2 separate regions of the Gossypium hirsutum genome follow, and region 2 is linked to region 1. Evidence: chromatin contacts called from public Hi-C data. All regions are on one chromosome and are shown on one strand. The core of a region is the stretch at or near the end of the contact, and the rest is flanking DNA. Distances in the headings are between cores, read along the strand shown. Region 1 holds the start of LOC107897068 (malate dehydrogenase). Region 2 holds the start of LOC121207986 (early nodulin-75).

Region 1 (5,384 bases), core at 2,342-4,841:
AAGCTCAAGTACCCAAATCTTTACGTGACAAGAAGGTGAGAAAGCTCGAGGTAATAACACCCCGAAAAATAATTTGGGGTTGGCTCGAATTCGGTACCAAGTGGCTCATAATGTAGATGTCGCAATGGTCTAAGATAAGGAAATGTTAATGGTATCAACAAAGGGCGTTGGTCTACATATCTTGATGGAAAAACAAACGACGGATCAAAGTCTCGAGGACCAGCTAGAAGTTCTTTTATAGGGGTGATACAAGTCGTCCCAATTCTGAAAAAATGACTTCTCATTTAAACTTCTTTTAATTTTAAATTCCTAATTTTTATTTAAGTATTGTTATTATTTTGTTAAATGTTGTAATTCAAGTATTTTTTTTGTATTTTTAAAGATTGCTAAGTTCATGAAAAGGGGAGAAAACGAACGAATCGAGAAGTCAAAATTTTACACCAAAGAGGGGTCGAAACAACCGTGACGCCGTGAAGAGGGTAATCAATGTTTCATTTACTTTATATGATTCAATTCATACTTATCATTCCCAATTCATCATCAATTTCATACCAAATTTCATATATAAATTAAATCATGCTAATTTTTATTCTATTCAATTTAATCCTCTATCTCGATAACCAATCCTAATAATAGAATTTCCATTCAAATAATCATTGTCAACTCACTTCAATACCATATTATGCAAAATATCACAATATGCAATAATAAAATTGATCCCGAATCATAAAAATGCAAACTAATATCACGTGTCACTCATCGTCAGCTATCGCTTTTCCTTTCCCTATCAACGGATTGACGTTGCCTTTAGCTACGAATAATAACTCAACAATTACACAATATAAATTTTCATTCAATTCAGATTAAAATACAAAAGCCAAGCATATTTTGCAATTTATTCCCTAAACCTGGGACAAACATAATTTTCAATATAAAGCTTTGAATTAAAATTTGATTTCACATTTACTCATTAGGGACCTTCTACTTTCTATTAATACCGTAATTTCATAACAAATGTACATTTTATTCAATTTGCTCTCTAATATAACAAAGCTAACAATCAAGCTCGTTAAGCTTTACAATTTAGTCATTTTCATTATCTAAGCTTAATTTCTATCAATTTCACACTTAATTCATTCAATTTTCAACAATGATAACTTATCAAAATTTCAAAAATTAGACAAATCAGATACATGAGCTAGCTAAATCAAGCTTTTATGATTCAATTTCCATAAAAATAAAAAAATGGATAATGATTTACTTGAAATTACATGACCGAATGTTTGAATACCTAAAGCTTTATCCTTTTATTTTTTTCCTTTGATTCCACGGTTTGGGGGAAGAAGATTATGATATTTCATCTTTCTTCCCACTTTAGTTGCTATTTATACTATATTTAATTTTAATTAATCTTAATTAAACAACTTAATTATGTTTCATTAAATTAATCTTTAATTACTTAAGATTAATGACATCATTATTGCCATCCACTAACACCTATTTAAAAATGGATTATTAACCATTTTGATCCTTTGGGTAAATGTTATCTAAGTCTCTAAGCTTTTTCCTAATTAAAAATCTATAGCTATTAGACTGTTACAATTTAGTCCTTGAATCTTAATTAACCACTTTTTCGACTAAATTACTTAATCGAATTTCAATATATTTTAACATTAACTCTTGTAAATATTCTCATTTAATATTTACGGTCTCAATTTACGAAAATAAGGTTCTAAAACCGTATTTTTTAATACCATCAAAAATCGAGTCTTTACACTTAACCTTTCTCGAAATAAAAATTCATAAAGTTTGTGTATTATTAAAGAGAAATGCAGGTTTCATTATCCAAGAGAATTCAGCTCCAAATAATTGCTTGGAAAATATGGTTATCCAATTTATAGAAGACGAGAGGACAAACAACAAGTAACAATTAAAATGTCAAACTTCATATCCTATTTTTCGATATATATTTTTGTTATTTTATGATTCACTTTTATATTTAATAAGCTAAAAATAATATTAGTTATGATAAAATAATATCAATACAATGCAAGCTAGGAAATTAAAATTTAATAAACTTTGTTCATATATTATATGTTTTCTATTTTCTTTTCGTATGTATATTTTTTGTTATTTATTGAAATAATTTTTAGATTTTACATATTTTATATTATTTTATTCTTTACTACAATATTTTTAATATAATTGTAACAATCCATATTCAACTTAGATATTATGACCAAATCTAGAAAAATTATTGTACAACTGTTAAAAATTCAAAAATCGTTTGACTTGTAAAGATCACAATAGCTCTTATTAAGTAAAATTTAGTTTATTAGAGAACATTTCTTTCTTAACCCATTTGGTAAAACTGTTGATGGTTTACACTTTAAAAATATTTAGGTTAAGCAAAAATAATTTTCTATTTGTCTTTGTCTTGTTATGGCTATTAATAAAGCACAAGGCCAGACAATATGAATAATATGAGTGTGTTTGCCACAACATATTTTCTCTCATGAACAACTATATGTTATATTATTTAGAGGGGTTTCAACGTCATCATCGAAAGTTTTAGTCAAGTTGTGAAAGAAATGTATGAAAAAAAAATGCACAAAAATAAAAGTCTATTAGGAAGTGTTATTAAAAGAAAGGTACATATACAACAATAATTTTATAACTAAAAAAACATTATTATTATTATTATGAGCATCTATAATATAATTAGTTTATCTATATCGATTTTGCAGTGATGAAAACAATAATCATAGAAAAGTGGAATATATGATTTTACATTATGTCTTTTTAAACATTGTACACAAATAACATTTTATAATATTGTACTATTACTTACAAAATATGACTTATTTTAAGTATTATTTATATTAAATATGTTATATATAATTTTTAATTATTCTTAATTTAACAAATAAACGTGTATATCACGTGTAATATTGGTGACAAAAAAATTAATATATATTTAAAATTTTGTTAATTTTTTAAAAAGTAAAATTGTACAAGGTAAATTTGATTAACTCTAATAATATATGCAACCTTGTGAATATAAATTATTAATTTTTTATATAAGACATAAGAAAAATAAAAATATTAGATTTAATTTAGTGAAATTAAATTATTTTTTCCAAGTGAAATTTAAATTTCATAGTTTTATTGAAGATGCGGGTGAATTTTTAAGAAAAAAAAATCTTTAAAATGAAGCGCTTTTATTTTTATTTTTGGATAAGTAGATGGAAAATAATAGATTAAGGATCAAATAAAAAAATTGACAACCAAAACCCCTTTGTCAGCAGTTGTTGACAAGAAGTGATTGTTTTTGTTGGAATATATAAAAATAAAATAAAATATATGTGGTTAAGCATTGGACATTTGTGGCTATAGTTTCATTGGGGGCATACGCTCAGTTTAAAGCCACTCCTTTTTAGCCTAACACCAACTAGTTTTCAGTTACAAAGCAAAACATAACTGAGATAAAGCATGATTCTCGTCGTCACTCCAATCTATGGGCCCCACATATGTTGTCCGCATCGCAACGGCATATACCTTTCTACCTCACCTTCCAAACGACAGCGTTAAACTAAAAAAAAAAAGGTCCTTTTTTTTAATTAATTTTTTTTGTAATCATTTACCTCGGGCAAGGCATTGACGAATAAATATCTACCTCAGTTTCTTGCCTCTTTCCCTCATACCTGAAATAAATTTCTACTTCACTCTCTCCACTTAACTCTTCCATCTGTACGGCATCGTTTTGTTGTTCTTCGATCTCCATCAATGGCGAAAGAACCAGTTCGCGTCCTCGTTACTGGAGCTGCAGGTATTGTTATGCTCCACCTCTCAGATCCTTTACGTAACATATTCCGATCTAGTAATTTTAATTGGACGAGTCCGATCTCTATTATCTGGTCCAGTTAATCGTAACTTAGACTTGAACTTTGTTTTTATTTCTTATATTTCGATCGGACGGATAATTGTTTGGATTAGAAATGATTGACCTTGTACTAGGTTTTACTGACAAATATATTAGTTTGCCTTGGATCTAAGCGTAGTAGCTCAAGTAGTGTTTGTGGAAGTTTATATGCTAAATGATGGATGATGATTCGGAGTTTTGAAAATTTTTTACTTTCATTATAGTTCGAACTACAACTGTCAATTTCTACCGGAACCCGAAAACTCAACTTGATTAACCCCAATCTAAATTCAACCAAATCCGATTTTACAGGCAACAACATGAAACCTTTCAACCCAAACCGACCTGAACTTGAGACGTATTTGAAATGACCCGAATTCGAACTTTGATCCAGACACAGAATCAACTCGACATGTCGATTTTACAGGTCTAGTTTGAAAAATCAACATGTTGATTTGCTAGTACCATAATTAAATAAATGAAAGTAAATTCTACATGATTGGAATGGACAGGCCCGGTCCTGGGATAGTTTGGGAGTGCGGCTGCCCAGGGCTTAGGGCTGGAAGGGGCCCAAAAAATTTCTTTGAAAAAATATTCAGCCTTTAAGTTTTTTGATCGACACTTAATTGCAGGCAGGAAAAAAAAAAGCAAAGAAAAGGGGCCCCAAATTTTTATTTTATTACTAGTATATATTTTTATTTTATTGTATTACATTTTATATTTTTTTTAAAAGGTGCCCAATTTATTATTTCGCTTAAGGCCCAAAAATGTCAAGAACGGGCCTGGTAATGGAAGATGTGTTTTTGGATCATGCTCGAAAATAGAGGAATTTGATATGTTTCGGATATGACATTAAAAAATAAGTGCTTGGGAACTGAATCAAATTTTCCAACAGAAGCACAGACTTGTTCTTTTGGTTTTGGTTTTGATATGTTTAAAATTCAATGTTTTCGTTTTTGTTGTATTTACAGGACAAATTGGGTATGCCCTTGTACCCATGATTGCTAGGGGAGTCATGTTGGGTGCTGATCAGCCTGTAATCCTTCACATGCTTGATATCCCACCTGCTGCAGAGGCTTTGAATGGAGTCAAGATGGAGTTGGTGGATGCTGCTTTTCCCCTTCTAAAAGGTTGTATTTTCATTATCCTGTGGTTCAAGTTTCAAATGGTGTTGTTGAGATGTATTATCGATTCTATGGAATTTGTATGAATATATTGTATGGTTATGTGATCTAACCTTTTTCTGTTTTTGGTGTCAGGTGTTGTTGCTACTACTGATGTTGTTGAGGCGTGCACTGGAGTCAACATTGCAGTCATGGTTGGTGGTTTCCCAAGGAAGGAAGGAATGGAAAGGAAGGATGTTATGTCAAAGAATGTGTCTATTTACAAGTCTCAGGCTACTGCCTTGGAACAGCATGCAGCTCCAAACTGCAAGGTGAGAAAGATGTGTTCACAAAAGTTA
Region 2 (5,688 bases), core at 176-2,675, 890 kb after region 1:
AGCTTCTAGACTATTCTTATTTTATTTTCTTTTTAGAAATTCTTTTTAATTCGGGCCATTTTTTAATTTTGGGCCTTCTCTTCTGTTTTAGTTCTATTATCTGTTTTGGACTATATGTTTTATTTTTTATTCATATTTTAATAAAGCCCAATCTGATTATTAGTTTTAAAAAAATTATTTTTTGTTGACCAAATTATTTTTTTGTGAAATAAATATAGAAAATTTTAAAAATATTTTTTGTAAATTATTTTGAGTGAAATAAACTAAGCCTAAAAACAAAAGAGAAACGCATGTATAATAGTAGCTTTTGAAAGCTGAAATAATTTGCTGGAATTATATGTTTTGTTCAATAAATTAAATCCCTTGAATGCATTCCAATAAGCCGCAAGTACTATTATATAAATAAAACATAAGAAACTTGATATGGGTTAGAGAGTTCAAATTCTAATAGTGTTCTCAGTACCGATGGGCCTAGACAATGAATACTCCAAATTCAAAGTTTGCGTTATGGATCCACTAATTTCATCAAAATAATATATTCATATTTGGGGTAGACACTAATAAATATTATTCAATCTGGTCCAACCAATGAATCGATTTATCTGAAAAACATATACCATAATATCTTTCACGTGTTAAATCCAACTGTTATTTTCTTTCTTTCGTACTCTTCCCCTTTTCCCATAACCCCATCCAGCGGATGAAAAAGGAACACCTATCATTTTCAGAAGCTTATCATATCTACAGTACTATGGATTTCGTTTTTATAGATAAACTTAGTGGGAATTCTTTTAACATAATCTATAATCACATATTGATAATGTTTCGTGACTCAAATCTGTACTTATTTTATGACAAATTTCTGCAACTTTCCCACAGTTTCAAATGTTCATACCATTTTGTCAACGACATCTCTCGACAGCTTTAACCAATTGCAATTTAAAAAATGTGGAAAACTTTTTACCCCTTTGGGTTTTTTCTTATGCCATGACTTCTAATTCCTCACAAATTTTATAATTTAATTCTCACCCCTTAAAATTATTTCTGGACTCATCCCTGTTAAAGGTATTTAGCTTCTCACGAACTGACTATATAGCATGTGATCCCATTAGAATGTCAAAAAGCAATGTAGATTCAATATTTCACATTGAAAATCCGCAGAACCATGTATGTCGCAAAATTCTTGCCACGTGTTTTTCACAGAAGTTAAACTTCAATGTGTCATGATTTTCACAGTAGCAAATTTGTCAAAAATTTCGACTCCACATGGGACCCAAAGTGCGACTCAACACCGCACAATGTAAACGGCAAATACAAAATTGCATGTGTGGTGACGTCATAAGTCTAGCTTTCCGTCCACTATAAAAGGGCAGCAAATGTTATAGTTTGTGAGGCACAACAAAACCGAGAGATATATTCCCAAACATGTCTAAAGCCTGCTTGCTTTTGTTTCTCGTTGGAGTGGTGGTTTTTATCATCACTCCTTCTCTAGCTAACCAACATCATGGTAATGAGCTTCCCAAGGGTAATGGTAGGAAGCCTTTCCCAGGTGAGAAGCAACCACAACACAAGCCATTCCCCGAACACCGACCACCAATACACCGTGGACCTGGCGGTAAGGGGGAGGAGCCACCACATGGAGAAAAACCTCCTCATAGACACTTATTGACTGTGGAAGTTGAGGACACACATAAACCTCCACGATACTCAGGTGGTAAACCTCCAAGACACTCGGGAGGTAAACCTCCACATGTTGAGGGGTTCCTTGCTGGTAAAGCACCCATGAAGCCATTCCCTGGTGACAAACCATCTAAGGGTAATGAAAAGGGAGCACCTCATGAACCTAAACCTCCTCATAGACACTTATTGAGTGTGGAAGTTGAGGGCACACATAAACCTCCACAACACTCAGGTGGTAAACCTCCACGACATTCAGGGGGTAAACCTCCACATGTTGAAGGATTCCCTGGTGACAAACCATCCAAGGGTAAGGGAAAGGGGGCACCTCATGAACCCAAACCTCCTCACAGACACCTATTGAGTGTGGAAGTTGAGGGCACACATAAACCTCCACAACAATCAGGTGGTAAACCTCCACGACATTCAGGGGGTAAACCTCCACATGTTGAAGGATTCCCTGGTGACAAACCATCCAAGGGTAAGGGAAAGGGAGCACCTCATGAACCCAAACCTCCTCATAGACACCTATTGAATGTCGAAGTTGAGGACACACATAAGCCTCCACAACACTCAGGGGGTAAACCTCCACATGTTGAAGGATTCCCCGACGGTAAGCCACCCATGAAACCATTCCCCGGTGACAAACCATCCAAGGGTAAGGGAAAGGGAGTACCTCATGAACCTAAACCTCCTCATAGACACCTCTTAAGTGAGCCACACAAATATGTGATACCACCCAAAGGTAAGGGAGAGAAGCCTCCCCATGAGCAGAAACCACACCATGGACACCACCCAGGGCACCATCTGGGAATAGAAAATTAAAGCATAAATCATCCTAAGGTTCCCATCAACCTACAGTTAGAAGATCATCATCAGCGTGTATGGTAGGACTATTTTACTATAGGAATAACAGTTGATGTTGATTTATCCTTTTATTAGTTGTGTAGCTATCTAGTTACGTATATTTTGTTCCTGGCTTGGAGGTTGTGCCGTGCCTACCTCATGACTATGTTGTTTTAGAAATTCCAGCCTCATCTATGGTTCGACATTTTATGATATGAACTCTATATATTAACTAGTTTGGGATCTTTTGCTTTCTAAGTTTATTTCACCTATTGAACTATCTAACAATATTTTAAACTGGTGTGATTTTGTCAATTTATTCCAAATCGCTATTTAAGTTTTTTTTATGGGAATAAATTATATAAGTCATATCTTAAAAAAAATTTATTTTAAATAGTGAAGTATTATGAAACCCAATTATTAGTAGTATTAGCTTGGGAAAACATGAAAACAATTATTTAAAATCTTGGCAGAGCATGCAAATTCCTTCTTGTTATAGATGAAATTTTCACATCATTACATAGCAATATATGAAGAAAGGAGGTTTAATTTCTGGCCATTCAAGAATGCCACTTGGGGATGGATGAGAAGTGTTGAAAAGAATAGAATTAAGATACTAATAACAATAAAATAGATTAGTAGTTGGATCCACTGTGAAATTTTGAAGCTTCTTTTGTCTATTAACAATGGTATGGTCTCTATTATCAACCATTAAGTGGTTAGAAAAACTGAATTGATGTTATCGTACCAAAAATCTTCTATATATAACAAATTTACGATATTTTTTTAATAAAGTACGAAATGTTCGATTCTCACTATACTTCTACCTCTCATTTTATTTTTATTTCTTTCAAACAAAAATTATCTTTATCATTCCACTTAAATTTTATTCTTGGTTACATTATTAAATACATTTATACATTGATTATTTATTTTAAACTTAAATATTATCTATAATTTATAACAAATCTTTTTAATTGATAAAAATATCCTTATTTTTAATCATATTACTATTTTCACATTTAAAAATTATTATAATATTTAATTTAAAATTATAAAATTTAAAAGTTGAAATAAAATTAAAAATTAAAATAATTATAATTTAATAGAAGTTGTGATAATTATACATCTAAAAATAATTAGAATTGTTAATTAAAATTTTTTATGGAAATAAATATTGAAAAACTTATTATTAGTGAACTGCAATACAATATTTATAGTGCATTGAATACAAAGAGTTGAATGTAACTAGCTACATAGCCTCAGTTGCAACTGTAATACTGTTTAACAAATCTAATAGAGACTAATTGAAACAGTTGGTTAGCTTTAACAATTATCTGCTCTAACATTTCCTAGGTTCTTCCAACTTTCTTGAATCTTCTCTTGCTTTAGTGGGAGATAACTCTCCAAGCCTATGCTTAAATGTAGGAAACCAAGTAGGAGTGACAGTTTTAGTCAAAACATCTGCTACTTGCTCTGCAGAGGGAATAAAATCAATTAACACTCAACTTGCCTTCCATTACCTTCTCTCTGATAAAAAATGAATATCTAGCTCTTCATGTTTCATTTTAGCATGTTGCAATGGATTTTCTTCCATAGCAACAGTAGATGTTTTGTTACACAATTCCATAGGTGTAACTCCCTAAATTTGGTCTCGAAATCTAGTTGAATCCATGATCGTCGGAGTGACTTGCTAAATCAATCACTCAGTCATTATAAAGTAAAACTTAAATTTAAACACACAAATTTTAAAAATAAAATAAAATCATTAAATACAACTCAATCAATTAACTAAGAAGCTCTAAACTAAAACCAAAATAACCGATTTAACAAAATTAACATATCTTAAGCACATGCCAAGTGCTATAATACAGGGGTCTTTATAAACTAAGCTGATAAAGGAGGAGGAAGAAGAAGATTTTATTCAAGTTGTTCGACTCGATAAAGAAAGATTCGGATCTGACCTAAAAAGATGAAAATAAACAGATTTAGGAAAATAAGAAAAAAAAATAAAATGAAAAAAAATTAGGAATAAAGAATAAATATTCAAAATAATAACTAAATGAAGAAAATATAGAATAAAAAAGTGGAAGATAGATCGAATAAACCGATAAAAATGATGAATAGATGGATAAGTGTCCAATTGAACCATTTGAGGTATAAATTCAATTAGTGACTCTAGTCAACCCTCCAAGAAATAATTTCTTGGCAAATTGAAGAATGAAGAATGAATTCATATGATTCCTTGAAATAAAATCGAGAAGAAAACTACTTAAAATCACAAGAAAGTAATCTTGCACAAAAAAAACAAACTCCCAAAGTTGAAAACTTTATTAATGAAAACAATTGCGTCTCTAATGAACAATGAAGAGACATTTATATATGCTAGCTAAGTACATCCAGATAAACTCTCAAGTATACTGAAACTCTAATTAATCTAAACAAGTAGTTTTAAACTAATTTTTTTATTGAATAAAAAACATAAAACTCCTAAATAACTTAAAAAATATAAAATTAAGAATAAATAAATAATAAAATAATAAAACCTAATAAATATAATATTGAGTTCATATATAATAAAAAGTAAGCTTAAAAATCGAAGCCAATAGGATTTAAACTCAAATTAAAAGCCTGAAACTCGTAATTTTCATAATAATCCTATCCAGAAATTTTGCTCGTGTAGTGTTCACTAAAACGGTCATAACTTGAGTTCCCGAAATTGAAATCAAGTGATTCAAAGTGCGTTTCAAAGATAAAAGATATATATTCGAACACTATGAAGACATCTCAACTCAGAAATGCTTGGATCCCATCCAAAAAGTCATTGTAAGTTGACTGATTTTCTTAACTTGAAATTTGGCACCTTTGGTGAATGAAATTTAATAAATTTCACCCCATCCGTACATGTATCATTCCCTCTTTTCTCGAAAAGATTCTTCGTCAAATATTGTATTTGGTCGAACAAGAAAGAATCTTTATTATAGGTGAAATGGTTTAATAGAGCTTCTCTCAAATGATCAACAGATTCCTGAAAGAATGAAACAATTCCACTAGACAAATTTAAGTTAAGGTTAGTGAAAACATAATGATTCCTCTCTTTCGGATAGATTATCTCTTTCTTTCTATGTTATTTTTCAATTTGAATTGAATCTTTAATTTTACCTC

Evidence for each region. A called contact is a pair of places that touch in the nucleus more often than the background predicts.
Region 2: a Hi-C map of leaf shows a contact between it and region 1, with 1.8 times the contacts expected there. The contact joins the promoter of LOC121207986 here to the promoter of LOC107897068 in region 1. A contact is called at or near these places in 2 of 34 Hi-C or Micro-C datasets (callus and leaf).

The regions. Positions count from the first base shown.
Region 1 is chrA10:32,858,409-32,863,792 of Gossypium_hirsutum_v2.1, forward strand. LOC107897068 (malate dehydrogenase) reads left to right here and starts at 3,592. Exons shown (of 9, transcript XR_005903548.1): 1 at 3,592-3,829; 2 at 4,894-5,052; 3 at 5,182-5,357.
Region 2 is chrA10:33,753,414-33,759,101 of Gossypium_hirsutum_v2.1, forward strand. It overlaps LOC121207986 (early nodulin-75), which reads left to right and starts at 1,426. Exons shown (of 1, transcript XM_041078527.1): 1 at 1,426-2,502. The coding sequence starts at 1,426. The coding sequence ends at 2,502.